Linked DNA regions of Triticum aestivum: region 2 is linked to region 1. The links are chromatin contacts, called in public Hi-C maps. All regions are on one chromosome and are shown on one strand. Each heading gives the region's core, a stretch centred on a gene start, on an enhancer-like site or on the middle of the called end of the contact. The rest is flanking DNA. Distances are from core to core; before and after follow the strand shown.

What was found. A called contact is a pair of places that touch in the nucleus more often than the background predicts.
Region 2: a Hi-C map of leaf shows a contact between it and region 1, with 3 times the contacts expected there. The contact joins the enhancer-like site here to the promoter of LOC123054929 in region 1. A contact is called at or near these places in 2 of 5 Hi-C or Micro-C datasets (both in leaf).

The regions. Positions count from the first base shown.
Region 1 is chr2D:609,706,583-609,712,593 of IWGSC CS RefSeq v2.1, forward strand. It overlaps LOC123054929 (APETALA2-like protein 5), which reads right to left and starts at 3,065. Exons shown (of 9, transcript XM_044478805.1): 1 at 2,259-3,065; 2 at 1,724-1,904; 3 at 1,559-1,643; 4 at 1,326-1,471; 5 at 1,122-1,166; 6 at 876-967; 7 at 502-701; 8 at 318-401; 9 at 1-224. The coding sequence starts at 2,643.
Region 2 is chr2D:609,862,639-609,868,649 of IWGSC CS RefSeq v2.1, forward strand. No RefSeq gene overlaps it. Among protein-coding and RNA genes, the nearest start is that of LOC123056041, 86 kb to the right of the region's middle. Within about 2 kb of position 3,798, at least 6 of the 8 cell types and tissues checked have an H3K27ac peak or open chromatin away from gene starts, as enhancers often do. A contact at or near this core is called in leaf, where this site is marked.

The DNA.
Region 1 (6,011 bases), core at 1,815-4,314:
GGCCCCGCCTGGTGGTGCGGCGGCGGCTGAGGCGGCTGCCAGCTCGTGCCGGGGACGACGTTGCCCCAGCCGTGCAGCCTCTGCTGCGGCTGCTGCTGCTGCGGAGGCGGCGGCGGCGGCTGGTATTGGTGGTGCAGAGGCGGAGGCCAGTGCCCGCCCCCGCCGGCGGCGCCGACCGTCAGCGACAGGCCTCCCGCGGTCCCCGGATCGCCGTTGCCCATGAACTGCGCAATTTGCACCAAACAATAACTGTTAGCTCGCGCCCACCAAGAACAGATGGAAAAATTCTTCGAACTTTGAACTGCAAAAGTACCCACTTGGTGGTGCCTGGGACTGAAGGGCATGTGGGAGGCTTGCAGGGCCGGAGGGGGCATCTGGTGATGCGTCAAGTTCTGGTCGAACTGCATAGTAAATCAAACCCATTTTCAGCTTTCCAACGCCCGATTATACTATGTATACATATAGTTGTTGTTTGTTGCAGGGCCAAGTGGCGGCGTGTACCTTGGCCTTGGTGCTCCGTGCCGCCGCCGCCGCCGCCGCCGTCTGCCAGTCGAGCTCGAAGGCCATGGGGACGCGCTGGTCGGACCCGGCCGCGCCGTCGTCGTCGCCGCCTCCGCCGCCGTCGAGGCTGCCCCTCTTGTTGGAGCCCCCCGAGCTCCCCAGCGACAGGTCCAGGTTCTGCTCCGCGTCGCCGGTCGAAGCTGGCAGAGCATTGTCCACCCAAGATCAAGATCAAGATCAGCGAATGAATGAACATCAAGAAACATATACACTACTGCATAATTAATCCCATGGTTGCCAAATCAAACCACGGATGAACAGTGCACGATTATGCTAGCTAATTAAGAGGCATCCGTCCATGGATTATTACTGACCCGCGGGCTCGAACTCCTCGGCGTAGGTGCTGGGATCGAAGTTTGTCACCGCATCCTTGCCGTTGCACTTGATGGCAGCGCGGTCGTACGACCTGCCCGACAGCGCCCAGAGGCACACGAGACATCAATCAGTTCACCGCCCAACCCCAGCAAAGCTAAAGCTATAGCTATGGCTGCCCGGCCAACAGCAATGGAGGGAGGACACGCGCACAGTGCACGGCCCAATAATTTTTCAGTTTTTACTACCTGGCGGCTTCCTCCTCGGTGTCGAACAGCCCCAAGTAGACGTACCTGCGTTGCACACAAGTCCCATTAGTGCCACTGCCATGCCATCCGCCCGGCAGAGAGATGCTGCCACTTTGAGTGCAACGACAGGAGGAAGCAGACATCCAAGTGATCGATTGGAGGAGGGAGCTAGGAGGAGAGTGATGGTGGAGGAGGAGTACATACTTCTTGCCGAGGAACTGGCCCATCCGCGCCTCCCACCTGCCGCACTTGTGGAGGGTGACGCCCCTGTACTTGGAGCTGCCCCGGGGGAACCCCGTGCTCTGGCGCCGGAGCACGTGGACGAACTCCTCCTTGGTCAGGTTGCCCATCTGCAGAGCAGGGTGGCTAAACACGTTACGAATCTGCTAACAGGAAGCACTTTTGTTCGTGTTGATTGATCGGGTCTGGTGGCTCGCCTGCTTGATGTCGTCGTAATCCTCCAGGCTGAAGTTGATGTCGGCCTCCATGCCGCGGAACTTGATCGCCGCCCGATCGTACGCCCTGCGGCCGCAGATAATTGATAAAGAAATCAGGAAAGAACAGAGTTTGATTGGTACTAGTATGTCAAATCTTTATCGTACCGAGCCGCCGCATGAGCAGTGTCGAATCCACCTGCAAGTCGTCGGTGACATTGTGAGGAATCGGGAACGGGAAAAACGCCGGCCGGCCGCCAATCGGCGATCGATCCGCGCCCAAATATGTATGCATGGACAAGATGGAGATGAAGGAAACTTACCCAGATAGACCTGCTTGCCGCAATCCCTGCATTGCGCAAAAGAATGGGGGAGAGAGATGAGCGCGTGAGAAGAGAAGATAAGAGGAGAGGAGAGAAGAGAGAGAGAAACACGGAAGGAAGGAAGGAAGGAAGGGAGGAGAATAAGTTTGATAAGATGGACGTTGCTATGAAAGGCAAAAGGAGCAGAGGCATGGAATGCCCAAAACAAGACGAATCCAATACCAAACCCATCTTCTTTTCTCTTCTCTTCTTTTGCTGCTGCTGCTGCTGCTGCAACTGCTGCAGCGCTCTCTCTCCTTCTCCTTCCTTAAGCTCTCAAGAAAGGAAAGGAAAGGAAAGGAAAGGAAAGAGACGGCGGCGGGCGGGAAGGAGGAACTTACCATATGTGCGACTCCCACCGCCCCGTCCGGCGGTAGAAGGTGACGCCGCGGTACTGCGAGCTGCGCGACCGCGGCCCGCGCCGGCTCTTCTTGGCCGCCGCCGACGCCGCGGGGCCTCCGACTCCTCCTCCGGCGGCCGCGGCTGCTGCGGCGGCCACGGCGGGCGCGGGGGCGCCGGCCAGGCGGAGCCACGCCGCGCGGCCGTTCCCGGCGGCGCCCTCGCCCGGGGCGGCCGGGGGGAAGAACTGGCGCGTGACGACGGCCTCGGCGGAGTCGTCGTCGGCGTCGTCGGGTATCTCGACCACCGCGGCGGCCGACGAGGAGGAGGCGCCGGAGTCGTCGACGGACGGGGACAGCGGCGGCGCGTCGGCCGCCGGCGAGTCATTGAGATCCCACATGCCCGCCGTCCTTCCTTGGCTAGCTCCCCTCCCTGCTTGCTGTCCGATGTTTCGGTCCACCTCTCTCTGCTCGGCTCGGCTCTGCTCTGCTCTCGTTGGCTGGGCTGAAGATAACAAGAAAGCAGAGAGGGTGGAGAGAGAGAAGGGGGGAGGGGAGGGGAGAGGGAGAAAAAGGCAGCAGCGGGTTGCCTTGTTGGGGTATGCAAGGACTTTCTCTTTTGCTCTCTCCTTTGAAAAGCCCCTCCTCCTAACCTAGGAGCGCAGAGGAGGAGGGAAAAGGAAGGAGAGGTCCTGCTCTCCTCCCGGTGGAATGGATGGATGGACTGGTGGAAGAGCAAAGGCTTCTGCGGCTGCACCAACACAACATAGCTAGCTCACCCGGAGTGAGGGAGGGAAAGGGGAGAGCATAGGCGTGTGCGTGGCTGCCGGACCGCGGTTATAATAAAAACGGGGAAGAGCACGAGGCAGTAAACACAGCACATGTTGGCGTTAGAGCAATACAGTAAATCCGACCCCTCCAACGTCCGACCGGTCACGCCTCAAATAATTGATACCATGTCCGCGTACTTTATATTTGGCACCTTATATCTATGCTATGCATGTAACGTGAACTAGTTAACATATATCGTCCTAGGAGCGATCTCAGATGAGATGAACTCTTCATCCCTCAGACGGCTCGGTCTTGCTGCCGCCTGAGCTTGGCCACCCGAGCTGCCTCCGCCGCCTCGTGCTCTAACTTCTCAATGGCAAGCCGAAGCAACTTCGCGTTCTTCCTCCGCAGGCACCGGGCGCCCGTCTCCGCCGTTGCCAAGCGACCGGCAGTACACCGAGGAGCCACTCATCCTTGTTGGGCTCCGCAAGTACCCCGTGGCGGCGGCACACGGATTGCTCTGCCGTGTCCCTCTCCCTTGCTCGCCGCCTCTCGCGGAGGGCGGCGTCCACCTCCGGGCTGGTGGCGCAGGCACCAGCACCCACCGTTGCCCTTGTGGAGCAGCGGGCCACGGGGGAAGAGGACGGCGTGGGGGCGGCGCAGACTGCGCAACCCTCGCGGAGCTACGCGCAAGCCAGAAGGGGCCAGCTCCAACGTCCGTGTTGCGCGGGAGCGGGAGCGGAGATGGGGCAGATTCAAAGTTGCCCCCCCCTGTCCACCTTGGACCGCTTTAGCGCAATGCGGAGGGCCAACTCCTCGTCGACATTGAGGTCGGAGTCCGAGTGGCTGCCGGAGCTCGACATGTCACCGGCATTGTCGGATTTGGGATGGATTTGGAGAGGGGGAGAGGAGGGGACGGAGCGAGAGAGGAGAGTGAGTGAGCCTGGGTTGGGTTTCTTTTGTGGGGACGGCGTGGGGTCAGTGGTGAGCCAGGCTAACGTGGTAGACACGCCCTAGCTTCCCCATATCTGCCCTACATTTGGGCTAGATATGAGGGACACCAGACAGCCCGGGCATTTAAGGTTGGTATGAGGCGCCCGGGTGGGTCGAGTTTTTTACCGGTCAGTGACCGGTCCACCTGTCCGGGTATTTGGCACCGGTTTGAGGCGCCCGCACCCACGTTGATTCTTGTCCCGTTAGCATCTCCGATCGGAGAATTGGGATGACTCCGTTAGTTTCGGTCGCAAGCCGAACAGTAATGGACCTACAACCCTTGCTTGTGACCTAGCTGCAGAGCTAACATTTGTTCTAGGACACCAATAACTGCCACACGTGTGGTGTATCGGGTGGTTGTGCCGCACGCCTCGTGTGGCATGGAGAAGAAACAGCCCACACACCTATGTGTGGGCAAAACAAGTAATGCCCACACACCTCTTTTCCCCCCGGTCCCTCTCACACGCGTGCGTGTGGGCGAAATAGATAACGTCCACACGCCCGTACGTCAGGCCTCGTACCTCATGGTCCCGCACGCCCCGCGTGACAGTCACCGCGCGTCCCGCAGTTGCCATGGTCCAGACCCTCGTCCATGTTCGTTTAACTGCAGTTGCCATGTCGCTGAACTTCGGTTGCCATGTCGGAAAACTACAGTTGCCATGGTTGCTCAACTGTAGTTGCCATCTAATGTCAAAAGTTTCAGATGCCATTTTTGGGCAGCTGCGGCTGTTGCCATGTATGGTCTGGTTTATCACTAGGCAGTTGCCATGTATGGTCTGGTTTACCACTAGGAAGTTGCCATGTATGGTCTGGTTTACTACAGTTGCCATGATTTGAAAACCTTAGGAGTTGCCACCTACTAACACTAGGCATTTGCCGTGTAGTGCTACAAAAAGACATGGCAAAACAACATGTTCGGGTAAAAAAGAGAGAGTTGCCATCTGCTTACAAGCACACTAGGGCAGTTGCCGTGTACCCTGCAAAAATACATGGCAACTGACATATTCGGGTAAAAAAAAGAGAGAGTTGCCACCTGCTTATAAAGCACACTAGGGAAGTTGCCATGTACAGTGCAAAACACATGGCAAGTGGCAACTTGGGTGTGGGAGATGAGACGGGCGTGTGGGCGAGATGGCAAATGCCCACACACCAGTCCTTGTGCGTGAGTGGAAAGTGGCGTGTGGGCGAACTGCTGAACGCCCACACACCAGCCCCTCCCGTGTGGTGAAACGGCCGTGTGGGCGACCGGGTGAATGCCCACACACCAGCCTAGTCCTACGTGGCACTAGAAACATGCCAAGATTCGTGCGCTAACAAACGGACGCGGATCCACGCGTGTGGGCGAGATGCAAACACCCACACGTGTGGGCGTTAGACTTTTCGTTGTTCTATTGCTTTGGTGGTTGCTGATGCGGCTTGAACTACGTTGGTATTTCCCCAAAGAGAAAAGAATGATGCAGCACAACTACGATAGGTATTTCCCTCAGTGATGAGACCAAGGTTATCGAACCAGTAGGAGAACCACACAACACTATGTAAACGGTACCTGCACACAAAGAACAAATACTTGCAACCCGACGTAAAAGAGGGGTTGTCAATCCCTCCCGGGTAAAAAGATAGATAAAATTGTAGTAGATTGGATAAATAGATCTCGCGGGAACGCGAGATAAAATAAATAACAAAAAATTGCAGCGAGGTATTTTTGGGTTTTTGGATTAATAGATCTGAAAATAAAAGCAAATAAAAATAGATCATGAAGGCAAATATGATAAAGAAGAGACCCGGGGGCCATAGATTTCACTAGTGGCTTCTCCCGAGAAGAATAGCATACGGCGGGTAAACAAATTACTGTTGGGCAAATGATAGAACTTCAAATAATTACGACGATATCTAGGCAATGATCATTATATAGGCATCACGTCCAAGATTAGTAGACCGACTCCTGCCTGCATCTACTACTATTACTCCACACATCGACCGCTATCCAGCATG
Region 2 (6,011 bases), core at 2,548-5,047, 160 kb after region 1:
CCGAGTTTTGTAATCGGTACCACCGAGTTTGCCTCACCAACTCTCTGGTTAGCCTATTACCAAAGTCGGTCCCACCGAGTTTGTGTAATCGGTCAAACCGAGATGAGGTTTTACCCTAACCCTAGCACATCGGTCCCACCGAGTTGATCATATCGGTCCCACCGAAATGCCTAACGATCACATTATGAACTGAATCGGTCCGACCGAGTTATCTGACTCGGTCCCACTGAGTTTGGTGATTTGTGTGTAACGGTTAAATTTTGTGTGGAGGCTATATACACCTCTCTACCCACTCTTCATTCGTGGGGAGAGCCATCAGAACATGCCTACACTTCCAGCATACATTTTCTGAGAGAGAACCACCTACTCATGTGTTGAGGTCAAGATATTCCATTCCAACCACATAATCTTGATCTCTGGCCTTCTCCAACTTGCTTTCAATTCAAATCATCTTTCCACCAAATCCAAATCTGTGAGAGAGAGTTGAGTGTTGGGGAGACTATCATTTGAAGCACAAGAGCAAGGAGTTCATCATCAACACACCATCTATTACCTTTTGGAGAGTGGTGTCTCCTAGATTGGTTAGGTGTCACTTGGGAGCCTCCGTCAAGATTGTGGAGTTGAACCAAGGAGTTTGTACGGGCAAGGAGATCGCCTACTTCGTGAAGATCTACCCCAGTGAGGCAAGTCCTTCGTGGGCGATGGCCATGGTGGGATAGACAAGGTTGCTTCTTCGTGGACCCTTCGTGGGTGGAGCCCTCCGTGGACTCGCGCAACCGTTACCCTTCGTGGGTTGAAGTCTCCACCAATGTGGATGTACGATAGCACCACCTATCGGAACCACGCCAAAAATCTCTGTGTCTCCAATTGCGTTTGCACACTCCAATCTCATCCCTTTACATTCTTGCAAATTGCATGCTTTACTTTCCGCTGCACATATACTCTTGTCATGCTTTCTTGATATGTATTGTGAATGTTTAATCTTGTGCTAGAACTCCACCTTAACTTGAAGAAATTAAAAACTGCAACTTTTCTTGCTTAGAGTCTATTCACCCCCCCTCTAGACACCTCTTCTCGATCCTTTCAGAAGCCTACAAGAGAAACCTCAAAGAAATGAAAGGTGATTTCAGGGAGTATTCACCCCTGATGAACATAGTGGTAAGTTTTGTTGAAATGCATTCGAGCCAGCAGTTGGATGATGCTGACATGGTCATTCTCGCTAACTTATTAATGATCAATGATTTGCAGGCCGCGGAGCTGAACAGAAACATTTTGGATGGCTCGAATGCGCTAAGTTCTGACCCCGGAACCATGGAGGGTGACAACAAGCTGAGGGAAGCGATGAAGGTAACTTTAAGCCTCATAGCATTCTATTCGAGCAATCACAAATTTGATCCATGCCATGTTCTTACTTATTTGCAACCCTAAACCTGATCCAAGCCATTCTCTTCTACATTTGTTTTCGCAGAAGATCATGAACCTTTACCGCAGGCTAGCGGCATGCTTGGGTGCGCTGCCTCGGTTGACGTGCTTGTTCCTGCCCCTGGTGGGTCGACACATGCCCTGGTTTCATTGAGCCACGCCGGCGGAGGTTCCTCGAGCCATGCCGCCTCGTTGTCTCGCCTTGTTGACGAGACCCGGGAAGAGAACGAGGAGGAAGAGGGAGAAGAGGAAGGAGGTGATGAGGAGGAGTACGCCGACGATGACGGACCTCCACCGACTCAGCCAACCCAGGCGAAGAGGGTATCTCATCCGCACCGGGATGTTTTGAGCCCATCACCATTTCAGAAACCGGTTCCTCGTCGTCGCCCGAAGAAGCCGGACGAGGGCCGCTCGAAGTGAAATGAGGAACGTGCCGCCAAGATGGGGAGGGGAGGAATTACTGATCTTGTCGTGTTGAACTCGCTTAGTTAAACTGTTTGTGCCATGTTGAACTACTTGGTGTTGTCCTTATTACTACCTTTTTAGTATGTTGAAACCTATTTCATATGTTCAACTTACTGGATATGGTCATTTGCTATCTATATAATGTGTGAGTGAGGTCATCATATTTTCATATGTTGCTGTTGTGTGTTTATCTATTGTTCTGTGCGAAGTCATATTTGCAATTCAAATGGTATTGAAATTTAAGTGAGACAGCACTCTACCGCCAGGTACCATGGCGGTAGGTTCTGGGAACCTACCGCCAGGATCCATGCGGTAGGGTGTGAAAACCTACCACAAAAGGGCCCCAAGTTTTGGTTATAGAGCTGTGGCGCGCCTGCCACACCTTACCGCTGCGGGGGGTGGCGGTAGAATGTGATACCCTACCGCAAAAAGTCGCCCGTTTTCAGTCACGGAAGTCTGGCGCCCGCGGACCCTACCGCCGACGGGTGTGGCGGTAGCTTTAGGTACCCTACCGCCGTCCACCCCGGCGGTAGGGCAGCTAGGACACGTTAGCCCGCAAACGGCTGCTTGATTGGGCTACCGTTAGCCTACCGTCAGGAGGCATGACGGTATCCTGTTCTACCCTACGGCCATGATCCCTGATGATAGGAGAAGGGTCAGATGTCAAAAAAACTTCGAACCGGGTCAGAGATCCGGCTAAAGATATCCAAAAGGGTAAAAACACGAAATTTAACCCCGCCGTGTTCTCTAGCTGGTTGGATCCAATGGGATTCCCTCCGCCCGTCGCGTCGCAACCTGCTGGTTTTGGGGGCGGCACTCGGGGGGCCGGCCGGCTGTTGTTGCTCGTCGGCGGGGGTGCGACTCGTGACTCGTGAGACCCTGCCCTCTCCCATCTTCTTTTACCGTACTGGGTCATGTGCCATGTGACCCCGAAATGAGAGTGGGGAACTGGGAATCGTCGCGGTAAATTCCATCTCCCTTTTGTAGGGTCTCCGCTCCGGTAGTAGTAGGCCTGTTGCGCTAGGCATTAGGCTGCCATGGAGTATCTCGTCCACGGCCTGACATCAATCAGCCGGTCCGTGACTGGCCGGGAGCACCAACCCGTCACGCTCAACCCACCCGTTCGGTTGGAATCTTCACGGAAACTAGGAGTAGTATACCCACATGCATCTCCTTTGCGCCCTGTCGGCCACAATACAATATGCCGGTGGTGCGTGGTGGTGTAGTATATATAAATGCCCTCCGGACGGACAACAAAGACTTGGGCACATCCACATGTCCGTGCCTGATCGATCGATAGCTCGATCGGCGCGCGTGTACCGATCAGGAGTTCCATATAAGCCAGGTACCAGACCGGTGCTGGGTTCCATTTTTCATGACCTGTCCAGCCATCAGGACAAGGACGGCCATAATTGCCGGTCCAGATCGCCTACAGTGTCTTGGATTTCAGGTATTTGGTTCGCGTCGACGTCCGACGGCGATGTGCGCGGAAATCTTCTCTTATCTCTTCTAGGAGGTATCGAAAATACGTAAGTAGGCGTCGGTATTCTCCTCTTTTCGTGCATCGGTGTCGGCCCCTCGACGCCTCGCTCTGACCGGTGGGTCCTGCGTGTCAGCGGCTAAGGTTACGAGCATTTGGGCGCGCACGGGCAAATAGGTGGCTGGGGAGCATCTGTCATGCGATGTGTATGTGTCGGCCCTCAGCGGCCAATGAGCATCTCCGCTGTTTCACTCATTCATTCATGTGCACCGTTCCAAATCGACGGTCACATGAGACTCTTTGTTCTTTGTGGTACACGCCACTCATGGTTTGGTTGGTCTACCGCGGAAACCCCAGGGCGACTTTGCGTGGATGAGCAGGCCATGTCGTGGTCGTGGTACTACGTTAAAAGCGTCAGCTAGCGTTGGTGCTGCCCAATGGGCACGGCCGGACCCCCACAAGTGACAACCACATCACGTACAGGTACAGGCCACCGGCTCGTTGTCGTCCTTGAAAACGGAAAGCGACGACCCGCCCTCCCGCGTCGTCTCGTTCCGCCGCCGTCTTGGCGCCATCGATCCATCCCGTCCGGACGCTTTGATTAACACGGCGACTCAACTCCGGCGAGCCGTGCGGGTTCCTCTCACGCCCTTTTCAGATCTTCTTAATTTGCAAAGCCGTACGGTCATGCCGAGGTGCTTGCCACGCACGCTTGACTTGACGATCCCAAATCTCTCGCTTGCTTTTGGTTGTACGCGGGGGGCTGATTGACAGTAGATGGACTGCCTCTGCGAAAAAGTCACTACACGGAAAGAAAAATGGGTGGTGTCATGCATGACTGACTGCAGTCCTGTGCACACTGAGAGAACTTTGGAGTGAGCCATGCCTATGCATGCAGATGTAGACCGGCCTCCGCGACGGGCGTGCGATCGATCGATACAAGCCGTGCTCATTGAGTAGCTGGGAGCCGTAGGACGAGCTGGATCGATCCGTCGAGTTCGCGTTGCAATGTCGACGCCGTGCATGGCGTGCAACAGAGGTACTTAGCACGTAGTACGAATATTCTCCCCTGTTGCCAGATTAAAGGAGGCTCTGCTGCAACGCGATAGGTCTAAAGACTAGAGGAGATGCCTTTTTTTTAACAGTAAGACTAGGGAAGATGCTTACGCAAAGGACTGTTGAAACAGTGGTCATGGCCTTTCCGCTGTTGACCAACAGCATGTGGGTTAGCCTCTACAGTCGGCACCCCAAACCCGTCTCAAACACTCACGCGGGCCGTCCGATCACTAACCGGTCATAAAATTTTGACTCGGTCAGGCGCCTTAAAATGAGCCTCAAAAGCCCGGACTAACCGGCACCCCTTATATCCAGTTCAAATATGGGGCGAATATGCGGACGCCCGGGCCTGTCACGTCGGAGTGACGTCAGGATCCCACGCGGAATCACCCAGAAACCCGGTGGTCCAAAACTCGTCTCCTCCATCAGACCGATGTCGCCGCGTGGCGCCACTCGGTGGGTCGCGTAGTGCCTAGCCCGGCTATTTAAGCCGACTGCCGATACCGAAACCCTACCCTCCACATTTTTCTCCGCCCGTCCATTGCTGCTGTCACTTTCCTCTCCCGCCCGCCACCACTTTTCACTCCACGTCGGCCATCACTAGTAGCCATGGCCCCACACCGCCGGATAAATGGGCCACCCATTTCTAACGCCGGAGTGCTGGCTGCAGCTCCTTGAGCACATCCGGGCAAGACGCGAAGCCCGGATCGTCGCGGCCCTACCTCTGATGCAGTGGATCCGGAGGAGAAGTTGGAGAAGGAGGAGGAGGAGGGGCCGGAGGAGGATGTGGGGACGCCGGGGACGCGGATCTGCAAGCGGAGCAACATGCCATCCTTGATTCCCTTTGGTCAGAGTCGGATGCGGAGGCGAGACGCCGTCGCCGGCAGGAGATGGAGGCGCGGCACACCGCGGAGGAGGAGGTGATGTTCGCCTACATGGATGAGGTCGAGCAAGAGGAGGGGAAGGAGTCGAAGCCCTCCTACGCGGCCGTCCACCCGACGCCCGGCACCGACATCGTGGACATCTCCGACGACGAAGATTACCTAGGATAGTACGTAGGATTTCTCTTGCATACTTTGTATGGATCTAGGGGTTGAAATATGTGAGACTTGGATTCAAAGTACCTAATTTGAGGCATGACCGGTCACTGTCCACGGACGCGCCCGGCTGTAGGTGCTTTTACGTACCTAAGCGAGTGACTTCAATTCGCGAATGTGTGTATCGTGTCCTTCCTCCATTCCTAGCACGTAAATTTCTTTTTACTTTACGCGAGCTTGACCGGTCGATTGACCATTATAGTGACGAAACGGAGAGATCTTGGCAGTACAATTTTTTCAAGTACGTAATCCATACCGGCCACCAACTACCCCCTCGGGTGTTTTTCCCGATTTACTGAGCCGCGACGATGCAAGATGCATGAGATGGAGTTGATCTGGCGGTTGTTGCCCGTGGGCAGCTATGGCGCTGGCTGGGGCTGGGTGGAAAAGCCATGCTAGTACCACACACGAATAAGGAAACCATAGTCTGCACCGATGCATGCTCGTCCATCGGAACATGGGAGGGGACTACAGCGACCTCTCCGACGGTC